2 separate regions of the Xenopus laevis genome follow, and region 1 is linked to region 2. The links are chromatin contacts, called in public Hi-C maps. All regions are on one chromosome and are shown on one strand. The core of a region is the stretch at or near the end of the contact, and the rest is flanking DNA. Distances in the headings are between cores, read along the strand shown. Region 1 holds the start of fignl2.S (fidgetin). Region 2 has its middle 120 kb from the start of fignl2.S.

What was found. Hi-C and Micro-C count contacts between places; a contact is called where the count stands out from the background.
Region 1: a contact with region 2 is called in a Hi-C map of the XL177 cell line, with 2.5 times the contacts expected there. The contact joins the promoter of fignl2.S here to the enhancer-like site in region 2. A contact is called at or near these places in 2 of 4 Hi-C or Micro-C datasets (the XL177 cell line and the XTC cell line).

Annotation. Positions count from the first base shown.
Region 1 is chr2S:134,487,268-134,492,805 of Xenopus_laevis_v10.1, reverse strand. It overlaps fignl2.S (fidgetin), which reads left to right and starts at 2,450. Exons shown (of 2, transcript XM_041584447.1): 1 at 2,450-2,902.
Region 2 is chr2S:134,367,593-134,372,867 of Xenopus_laevis_v10.1, reverse strand. No RefSeq gene overlaps it. Among protein-coding and RNA genes, the nearest start is that of fignl2.S, 120 kb to the left of the region's middle. Within about 2 kb of position 3,822, at least 1 of the 7 cell types and tissues checked has an H3K27ac peak or open chromatin away from gene starts, as enhancers often do.

The DNA.
Region 1 (5,538 bases), core at 1,201-3,700, 120 kb before region 2:
GAAACCCTTTTAATAGTGTAAAGAACATCTGAAGTGTCTCACTCACCAGAATTCACTTGCTCGTTTTTCAGTCCATTTCTGCAGGCCCCCCTGGGCTACATTTGATCAGTGTTGAACCACTGAGCCCTGACCAACTAGTTCTTTTTTTTTCTTTTTAAAGCAAAAAAAAAAACATTTGTTTAATGATTCGATTAATTCCAGGAAAATACTGCAGAAACACCTACATGCTGTATATATAGTGGTTTAATTTTTAACACACTTCTTTATTCTTTTTGAATCCCACTGTTTTAAGAGTGTAAGCTCTTTTGGGCAGGGCACTCTTCCCCTATTGTTTTGGTTACTGGTCTCTATGTATGTAATTGTATGTGTTCTTTATATAAATCAATTTATTGTACAACGCTGCAGAATATGTTGGCATTCTAAAAGTACATAATAATAATTGGATGAGAACTCTGCAACCTCGCTTATATTAAGGTGGAACAGCAGCATTAGGCATTCTGGCAAGCACTGATAAATATAAGAATTCCTGGTCATCTCAGCACCTTTTTGCACAATCTCATTTCAATTTGAAAGGTAACATTTATCGAGTGCAGGCAATAATGCATTCAGCATCTAGTTCCTTCCACAGTAAGCGCTTTCGCTGGCCCCTTCTCTCTGACATTTATGGGGCCGCAGAATGTGCGCTGCGTTTTACAGAATTATCCGAGGGCATGAAATATTCAGCACTGAAATAATCAGCATATAAATGCACTCATATCTTATATATGTATTATAAATAGGCTCAGAGAGAGACTGCTATTGTATTATCAAGGGTAACTAAGGTTTGGTTAAATTATATTAAACTGCAATGCCTCCCCCCAGCCAGCTTGTACTGTAGGGAAACCTTGAATGATAACAAAAGGACATAATGAATCCACTACTATTACAATTCAATAAGCTCAAATGTACCAGATAGTAAGATAACTAACATTAGCTTCCATTTACAAGGCTGTTTCTTTTATTAGGTAGAAGGAGCTGCTTAGTGGTTAAGGCACTGGACTTAGAGGGCTGGGAATCATGGGTTCAAATCCTAGTCAATTTCTCATGGTTTAGAAAATTACTGTGCCTCTCTTTGACTCTCATACAGAAAAAGAAGCTGTTTACTGTATATAGAAATCAAATGAAACGGTCTGTCTGACTTTTGGTGCCAGATATTAGATTGTAAGCTCCCAATCTAATTTGGGTTTGTCCAACTGGAGGCCCAATGTGGCCTTCCAATATCTATTAAATGGACCCCCCCATCATTACCTTGTTACAGCAGGGGGCCCGGTTGACAGTGGGGCCCAAAAAGTACCCGTAACTGCAACCATGCTTATGGGTGTGGCTGAAATTTGCAGTGATATCATGTGAAATGGGACCCTCATTTTTTTTCTGCAGGGGGGCCCAGGAAAAGTTAAGTTATACCACTGGCCCCATTTTGACTAATGGCTTCATTGTCACATATTACATGTTTTTGTTAAAGTGCATTATAAGTGAAGTGTAACATGGAAAGTGTAGGATAGTACTTGTTTGCACTAAATGTTAATTGAAATTGCAGTTATAACAAGGACCAGAGTGAGAAAAAAGGAGCCCTGGCAAGTCATGAAGTTTGGGGGCCCCATCTATACGAAGAGGAATAATATATACAGTCAGTCAGTCAGGCCCAATGGGATACCAGGAAAACTCCAGGTGGGCCCAGATGTCAGTGGGCCTCTTGCTTCTAAACATTTGGCCTATTTCATGGTTATTCTCTATTTTTTATGGCAACAAAGAGGCTTAATAATGGAAGAATCGAGAATAGTATGTAGAGAAGAGAGTCTAGGAGAATTATACAGTTGAGTGAGGAGAGGAGGTATAATACTTTGGAAAGTGGGTCCTCAGCCTAAGATTTTTTGATGGGCCCCTGGCATCCCAGTCTGATACTGTATACAGTAAATCAGGCATGATGAAGTCAGGTGGGGGGAGTTGCAGTTTCACAATAACTGGAAGCCTGGGTCTATAGGCTAGGAATTTCCGAAGAAGGTATATATTGAAAATGTCTGTGTTCTTTGTACTTTTTCACTACATTTTATTCCGATTCTTGGTGCCTGGGAGAAGGGCCTTTTCTGTACTACCCCAAAATGCTGTTTAATTGGTGAGTAACATCCATTGTGACTATAGACAGGAGCAGTCAGGGAACATGGAATAGAACTGTTATTAGCTCATTACTGAAAGGTGATATTTGGGCACCTGATCTGGGCAACTTTGGTTGTCACTTGGCACTATACCGACTCATTGCCATTGTGTAGGCTGGTACCTGTGTGCAGGGCTCCCACCCCAGAGTCACTGGCATCTTCTCCTTGGTGTTAGGCAGCTCATAAACTAAAGCGATCAGAAGCTGAGAGAGAGAAAGCGCTCAGCAGCAGCAGCCTCCCTCCTCCACACCCTCCTCCTCCCCTTCCACTCTCCCTTCTTTGTATATCCCTCCACCTCTGGCCAAGCGCTATTCATTCCCCTCATTGCCCTGATAACAATCTCCACACTTTTCCTTGCCATGTGCCGCCTTTAGGACACCAGTAGCAGCAGCGGCGGCGCACAGAAGATCGCACTGTAGCGCTGAAGGAAGAGACGCGAACCATGAATGTTTGATTGGTCACTTTTCCCCCCTGCTGGCAAATATAGTTTTGGAAGGAGTGCAACGCTGAAGGGATGTGCTAAGGGGGAGGGGAAGCAGGGGGAAGCCCTAGCAGCGATTGCAAGCCCTGGCAGCCTGCTGTCACACACGCTCTCCCTCGCTCTCACACAATCTACTGAGCGCTACTAACGCTCCGCTTCCCATTGGTGCGCTCTCAGTGTGGATTTAGTCCAACCGCCTGGGCAAAGCAGTATGTTCCTGCAGCACAAGGTAAGCAAAGCCCTGGGATAATAAAGATCTCCTCTCTGTCCCACTGGGGGGGATGGCAACGCATTGCAGCATATTGGCTAGTGAGGGTGGCATCATTTATTTGCCCCTATGAACAACATGCTTTCAGCTTCTCCCACTCACATCTACAGAACTTTAAAAGCTGCTCTAATGCCATTCATTGCATGCAACATCCAGGTTACATTTAGTTCATTGCTGCAAGTTTTTGCCATTGTCTACCTGTATGTATATTTGTATCCTGTTGTGTTGCCCTATTGAACTGCAATTTAGCTGGCTATCACTCTACTTGTGAACTATATCACTTGGGTATCTGGCCTAGAATGTGTTCTTTCCCATCCATTATGATCAGTTAAGAGACATGGGGACATTATCAGCAGCACCAGCAAAACAAATGCTACAATTACAGCACAGGCTGTGCAGTGATGAAGTTGTGCATTTGCAACACAAAGCTGACTCTGTTGGGGTGGATTTTTGCTGTGTTTGCAAGGGGAGAGCCATGGCCATTGTAGGACGGCTGGTGCTTATTGCATGGGGATTTCTGTTCAGCTGGATAAACAGAACGAGTACTTTGGAAATGCTGCACAATATCTCCATCTGATTAGTATAACTCCTGGGAAGCCACAAAGGGGATGATGACGGCCAATTGGTGAGATAAGGCAATGCAGATGTTTCTGTAGGGAGATAACGCTTTGAAGGCAAGTATACCTTTACTGAACTGATTATAATACTGATACATTTTTAAAAAAATGTCATAAAACACTTACAAAAGCTGCACATGTGTTTGTTGTGTTCCGTTACAGTGTAATGAGCCTTTTGTATGGGATGCTAGCTACCCCTCAGTTCATGTAGTTGGTTGATTGAATAGTTGTGTTGATTTTAAAAAATCTGTGAATCACTAGCAAACTGCAGTTTTGCTGTACCATGTGCCTTGCTAGATGTTAGTGGTGTGACTGCAGAAGTAATAAGGAGACATCTTTCCCCATACAATGGCTGGCGAGCAAATCTGTTTGAACAGAGCCCTGCACACGAGCCAAGCAAGGCTTTTAGGAAACTCCTTCCAAATTCCTTGTCCAGGCTGCTTTTTTTTTTCTTTCAAGAATTCCTCATGTGTGGATCAGTGAAATGGCTTAACCAGTTTTATGGCCAAATATCACAGGGAGCCCGGAGAGTGAGAAACCTCATTGTGACTCCAGAAAACAATAAGTAACTGAACAGATTGTGCTGCTTTTCTGCAGCTAAAAAGTTGTACGCTAAAGGGGAACTATCACGAAAATGAAAATTGAATATAAGCTTCGTCATACTGAAATAAGACATTTTCTAAACAGTCAATTAAATATTCTGCATTGTTTTAAAATGATTACGTTTATCTTCACTATCCCTCTGTCAGCATCTGTTTTGCTTCAGTCTGTCTTCATGCAGCAGTTGGGTTATATTCATTTACAGTTAGATCCAATATATCTAATGGGGGGGGGGCTTCCTTTCCAAGCAGATGTATTAGGACTCACTCAAATAACTGATTCCAGTAGAAACCACATCTAAGAAAATCACACACAATTCCTGCATGTAGAGAGACAAGATTTCTGATGATTTTAAGAGTGAGCTCTAATACATCTTCTAGGCAAAAGGACCCCCCCCCCCATAAGATATATTGAATCTAACTGTCAATGAATATCTGACACCCAACTCCTGCAGGAAGACAGAATGAAGAGAAACAGATGCCGAGAGAGGAATAATGAAGATAAACTTGATTATTTCAGAGACAATGCAGAATATTTAATTGATTGTATTTAGAAAACTTCTTATTTCAGTATGATGAAGCATACAGTATATTAAATTTTAATTTTCACAATAGTTCCCCTTTAACAAGTCTTGCATGTTAACCGGTTATGAATAAAGGCCAATGATTGGTGACACCATTCACAAGACTGCTGTTCATTATTATAGTAACCTGAAAGGGAAGAGAAATAATAGAAAATGAGTGGTATCGAATAGTACTTTTCAAACCATCTCATTGGCAATCTATACTGAAATTATGTGAACTGGTAGAATTTACTGATACAGGAGAGGTTTGGCTGTTTGGGAGTGTGTTGCACAGACTACAATAAGAATTATGATGTAAATATTTTGAATAGGTGTATATATACTCAGTTCAATACAGTAAATGGCCCTAAGATGTGTTTGCTCAGTAGGCAGATTACTATCTACCAGTTGATATTGAGCTGATGACAGAAACAGAAACCCAACATTGTCCACAAACAGCTCTATTAGATCCCCCTGCTTGCTACTTCCCATTATTCAGGATTTAAACAATGATCTCAGAAGTGGGTTTTACTTTATTTTCACTTACATAAAACACCATCCGTTCTTATTTAGTGTAATGCAATATGGTTACATGTGCCATAACACCTCTCAGTGCTAGACCCTGACAATTGCATGGGGTGCAACTTAACTGGGGCACTCGTGTCTTAGGAGCTGGACTGGGATAGAATGGCTAGTAAGTTAGTTAGTTAGTAGGATATTATGATTATGATTATGAATGTGCGAAATAATGAGAGATGAAGGGTTGCAGTATGCAGAATTGAATGGTGACATATTTGTAGCAGAAGTGGAAATGTAGC
Region 2 (5,275 bases), core at 2,573-5,072:
CTCTTGTTGAATTTAATCCATGGTTGCTTGGGTAATTTGTACCCTAGCAACCAGATTACTGACACTGCAAACTAGAGAGCTGCTGAATAAAAAGCTAAATTAGTCTGTAAACCTATAGTTAAATGAGCAGCACAGTTATTCTTGCTATGAGCTTTACCCCAATATAGCACCGGATGAGCCCTATAATCATCAGGGGTGAGCCCTCACAATGGTGTTGTGCAGTAGCGTAACTAGAGGGGGGGCGGGCCCTGGGGCAGGACGCGCAGCCGGGCCCCCGCCCCCCCTCCGTACACCCGGAAACTGTCCGGGATATGCGCAGCGCGGACTTTGCGGACTGCCGGGGGGGCCCTGAGGGGGTGCGGGCCCTGGCCCGCTCGTACCCCCTGCTCCCCCGGTAGTTCCACCACTGGTGTTGTGCAATATAACTGCAGGGTGCAATATAACTGTAATAATCAAAGATTGGTGCCAATGGTTCTTGAACAATAAATGAACTGGTTTATTAACATATGACAATATGGGAGAATAGCAATGATACAGAATATATTGCATGGTCAGTACAATTGTAAAGCCTTCCCTGTGATAGAGCTTAAGAAGGGAATATGAGTCCTCCCAGAGCTTCTCCTGTTTGCTCTGGGGACACTTCTTGTGTCCCTATAACCTGTCTCTAGTTCCATGACTAGGCCACAATAACCTTGGGAATCTAATACCTTCTAATGTTTTTGGTGGAGCTCAAAGCTGCTCAATATAGGTAGCCCTACTCCTGGCTGGCTCTCCTAGAGAGAGACTATAAAAAGGTCCAACTTAAACTCATTTAACCCTATTCTCAGGGTCGGACTGGATGGCCCGGTGCCCACCGAGGCTCCTGCTTTAGGACCCCCTCCGGTGAACCTGTGCGAATGTGCACAAGCGAGCACACAGCAACTGAGTTTTTCCTGTGACTGACTCAGGGCCCCCTCCGCCTCACGTGTGCGCATGCGCGCACATGAGAACTGAGTCTTTGCCCCGACTGCCAGCCGACACAGGAAGAAACCACAGGGTGTGGATCTGGGCCGTGCCCAGCAGGGCCCATAAGGGCTGCGGGCCCACCAGGGTTTTCCCCGGTGCCCTGTCGGCCCAGTCCAACCCTGCCTATACTCCCCTGGTATTTCACTCCTTCCCTCTTCTCCCTTGGAGAAGCTGCAGGCAAAGAGCCTCTAGAGCTGCATGTCTCACCCTTTTATATTAGGGCACTGTCACCTTGTGGCATATGATAGCTATGAGTCAGCCTACATCGCCAGGAAGTGGGGAATTACTTACTTTGGTAAATAAGGGTCCCCTATGTGACCAATCCTTAGGGGATTGCACTACAAACGGGGATACATTTTCAGGCCCCTACAACTCAAAAAACACAAATCAATAATCATGAAAAATTAAACCGAACTGCAAATTAAATATCAAAATATCACTCTCACTATTAGAGGAACAGAGAGAAACTATCAAATTAGGTTTTAAGAATGACCATATAACACATAATTACAGTTGTTGTTTTATTCTAACATAACTGCATTTATTTATCCCAGCTTAAATTTCTGGGCCCCGATTAAACACATAAACAGCTTGGTCGCCCTTAGGCCCAACTGTTATTCTAGATTCACTTACATTTCCTGTGGACAAACTATTTGAAGCTTCTGAAATTCCAATTGGTTTATAACTGAATTCCAGGATATATGGAGTTTGTGTGGCTTCTCTTGCTGCTAAGCTTGATTTAGTTCCAGGTATACTATGTATGAGTGCAGGGTATATGAAGTCAGACATTTAATGGTCATATTTCATATGTTGTCTTTTCTCTGAAAACTCAACTGTCAGGAAAGCTGCAAACAACTCCAAATTGATCCCAGGATATCCTCCATAGGCTAAAACAGCAATTTAGCAGGTCTAAGGTGGTGAATAGTCGAATTTGAATTCTTAAAGGGCCAGTGTATGATAAATTCGAACTAGAATTTAGAAAAAAACTAGAATCAAATTTTAATAATTACCTAGTGAAATTTGACAGTTTTGGCCATGAAAAACTTGAATTTTCACTTTGAACCTTGATAAATCTGCCCTATATTGTTCAGTGTATTCAGTTTCACCTTTGAAATGTATTTTTTTGTCCTTTGGTCAAAACCCTGTCCTGTGTAATATCCCAAGTGTCTTATGTTTTATAAACTGTAAAAAAAAAACAGCTAGACCATGGAATCAAATCTCTAACCCATTTGTTCCTGCTCCAGTCAGACTTGGATAGGAGGGGCACTGCTATATAAGAGATCACAACATGCCAGTTCTGGCTGGGGTTGAGTAGGGAGGTGGTGGCTTTGAGTTGTATGTATGTTAATGCGGAGGTGATTGGTCAACTGGTGGCATCATTCCCAGTGGGCTCCAGATACCTAATTCTACATAGCAAACCTTGACATCAAGACAGGCTTTGCATCATCCCTGTGAAATTATAGACAGGGGGGAAGGTGGGGAGTGTGGGGGGACAGTGCAGTGTGCAAACTGATAGCCATGCCAGTGCCATAGAAGCAGGGAAGGCAATATATGATTGACAGCTTAGACCTAATAAATTTACCGGTACAGATGAAAAAAACAAAACAAAACAAATAATATGGGGTTTATGTTTAATATGAAAAGGGCCTTTCTTATACAAGACCCCTTTAATAGTGTTTGTTGTTGTTGAGCTGCCCAATTACAGTATATTCCCCTATCTGCAGTTATTAAATCCCTTTCCCACTTACATGTATTTTATGGGATACTGGTGCCACTATAAAAGCAATGTGTCAAAAATATGTTTTCAGCATCATGTGTCTTCTTATAATAATGCTGATAATTGTACCTAGTACAAGGGACATTTATCTCAGTGTTTTCTATTTTGTCTTAGAAGCGCACTTGGTAGTTTGGTTCTGACTCATAGCAGTATCTTTCTGTACTTTGTTTCTGCTGAAGCCCCCGGTGACATGGGCAAGAGGGAGCTTTGTAAGGATATTAGCAGGATTAAGAGGGCGGGAAGTTAAAAAAATAGCTTTTTGGCTAGGATTTCAAGCTGAGCTGCAGAATCTTTTTAATATTAAAAATACAACGGTAAGAGGTGTGAATGTGCTTTTAATTCTTCACCAGTAATCAGTAGGGATATTAAATGGATATGAAATGTACAGAGGCCAGAATGGATTCTTAAGCAGGCAACAGGCCAGCATTGCTATTTATTTGTGAGTTTATTGATATTAATCCATTATTAAAGAGGTGACTTTTTTTGTCTTAGTAGTTTTAGGTAATGATAAGTAGAATTTTAGCCATTGATACCCTATTTCCAACACAGGGGTTTGTATACAAGTCAGGGTATTTTTAGTTTACAATAAGTAGAATTTTAGCCATTGATACCCTATTTCCAACATAGAGGTTTGTATACAAATCAGGGTATTTTTAGTTCATGATAAGTAGAATTTTAGCCATTGATACCCTATTTCCAACACAGGGGTTTGTATACAAGGCAAGGTGTTACTTTGTCACTAGTTCTGCATAAGAATAAAGCTATTTATTAGCTTCTGCGTAATGATAGAGTTATTGTCAGCATGAAATACCGCCTGCATCCAATCTGCAGATGGATATAAATGTTGATAAATATGCAGCGGTGTCCAGTCAATAGCATGTTTTACAAGTAATCCAGTCATACCAGTAAACTGTATTACCATCAACATCTGACATCAAAGCAATTATTAAAGCCACTGAAAGCACGGCTCAGTGAGAGCCTCCAGCAAGCCGCAAGCCATAATCCCCTTGCCTTGCAGTGCACAGTTTAAGCACTATTATAATCCAGCAGAAACAATGAGTGCTTCATAGTCGACCAGGCAGTACCAAAGGAAACTAGTGATCCGTCAAACAAAGCAGCTGGCCTGGCAGTTACAGTAAGAATAGAGCTGGAGGGGGAGTAGCCATGCAAACAGCGCTCAGCACAACATGAGCCATGCATCTGACACCAGCACAGAAATCCCATTTCCTTCATAGAAAGATTCATTCAGCCAAGTCAAGTACTTAATACAGCATCTTCTACAATATAAACTTCACAGAGCCGTTTAGATGTAATGAAATGCCACGGAAGGGTTAATCAAATATCCATGGGCAGAATCAAAGGAGTTGAACCAGTACCCTTGGGTTGTTGTACTTTCACTAGGGATGCTGTCATTGAACAAGAATTGAAAGGGTTTTTGGTTAATCATGCAGCATGTCTGAAATAGATTTCTTGGAAATCAAATATCCAAAATAATTAAGCACTTACATTTATTTGCTATTTGGGGTATTGTGGCAATTACATAAATCAGCTAATGATTTCCATCGCAATATGTTAAGGGAAATGCTGCTGCAGACCCTCAAAACAAACAAATGTAAAATGAATCAGCGCACGTCTGCAAGTTGCATTCATTGTTTTTCTAGTTTTCAAGATACTTCAGTTTTAAAACTGCTAATATCATGAATTTGAAACAAAAGGACCACCTGCTGTTAATTAAGATGACTAAATTCCTCATCAGCCCCTTGGATGTTGCTCCCAGTGTCTCAAAGCAGGTGTTTAATTTTAAATTCTTGGCTTCAAGGCAAACTTTAGCTGCATAATAAACATGTGTACTTGCAAACAGAGCCTCCTGTAGGCTGCCAGTCCACATAGGGGCTACCAAATAGCCAATCACAGCCCTTATTTGTAGTGATGGGCGAATTTGCGGCGTTTCGCCGAAAAATTTGCGAATTTCGCGAGAAATTCGCGAAACGGCGAAAAATTCGCGAAACGGCGAAAAATTCGCGAAACGGCGCCGGCGTCTCGTTTTTGACGCCGGCGCCCGTTTTTGACGCCGGCGCCCGTTGTTGACGCCGGCGTCCGTTTTTTTCGGAAATTTTTTTTTTGACGCCGGCGAATTTTTGCCGCGAATTTTCGCGGGAGTTACGCAAATTTATTCGCTGGCGGCGAATCGCGCAAATTCGCCGCAAATTCGCGCCTGGCGAATAAATTCGACCATCACTACTTATTTGGTCCCCCCTTGGAACTTTTTGCATGCTTGTGATGCTCTCCAACTATTTTTACATTAGTATGTGGCTCATGGGTTAAAAAGGTTGGGGTTCCTGCTATAGCCAGTCGACAGAAATGAATATCATGTGACTGATGTTTTAAATACATCCCATTAGCATTGTAAAACTGCTAACTAGCGATGAGTGAAACTGTTTCTTTGATGGAAAATATGCAAACCACTGAAAAAATATCAATATTCTAAACTGA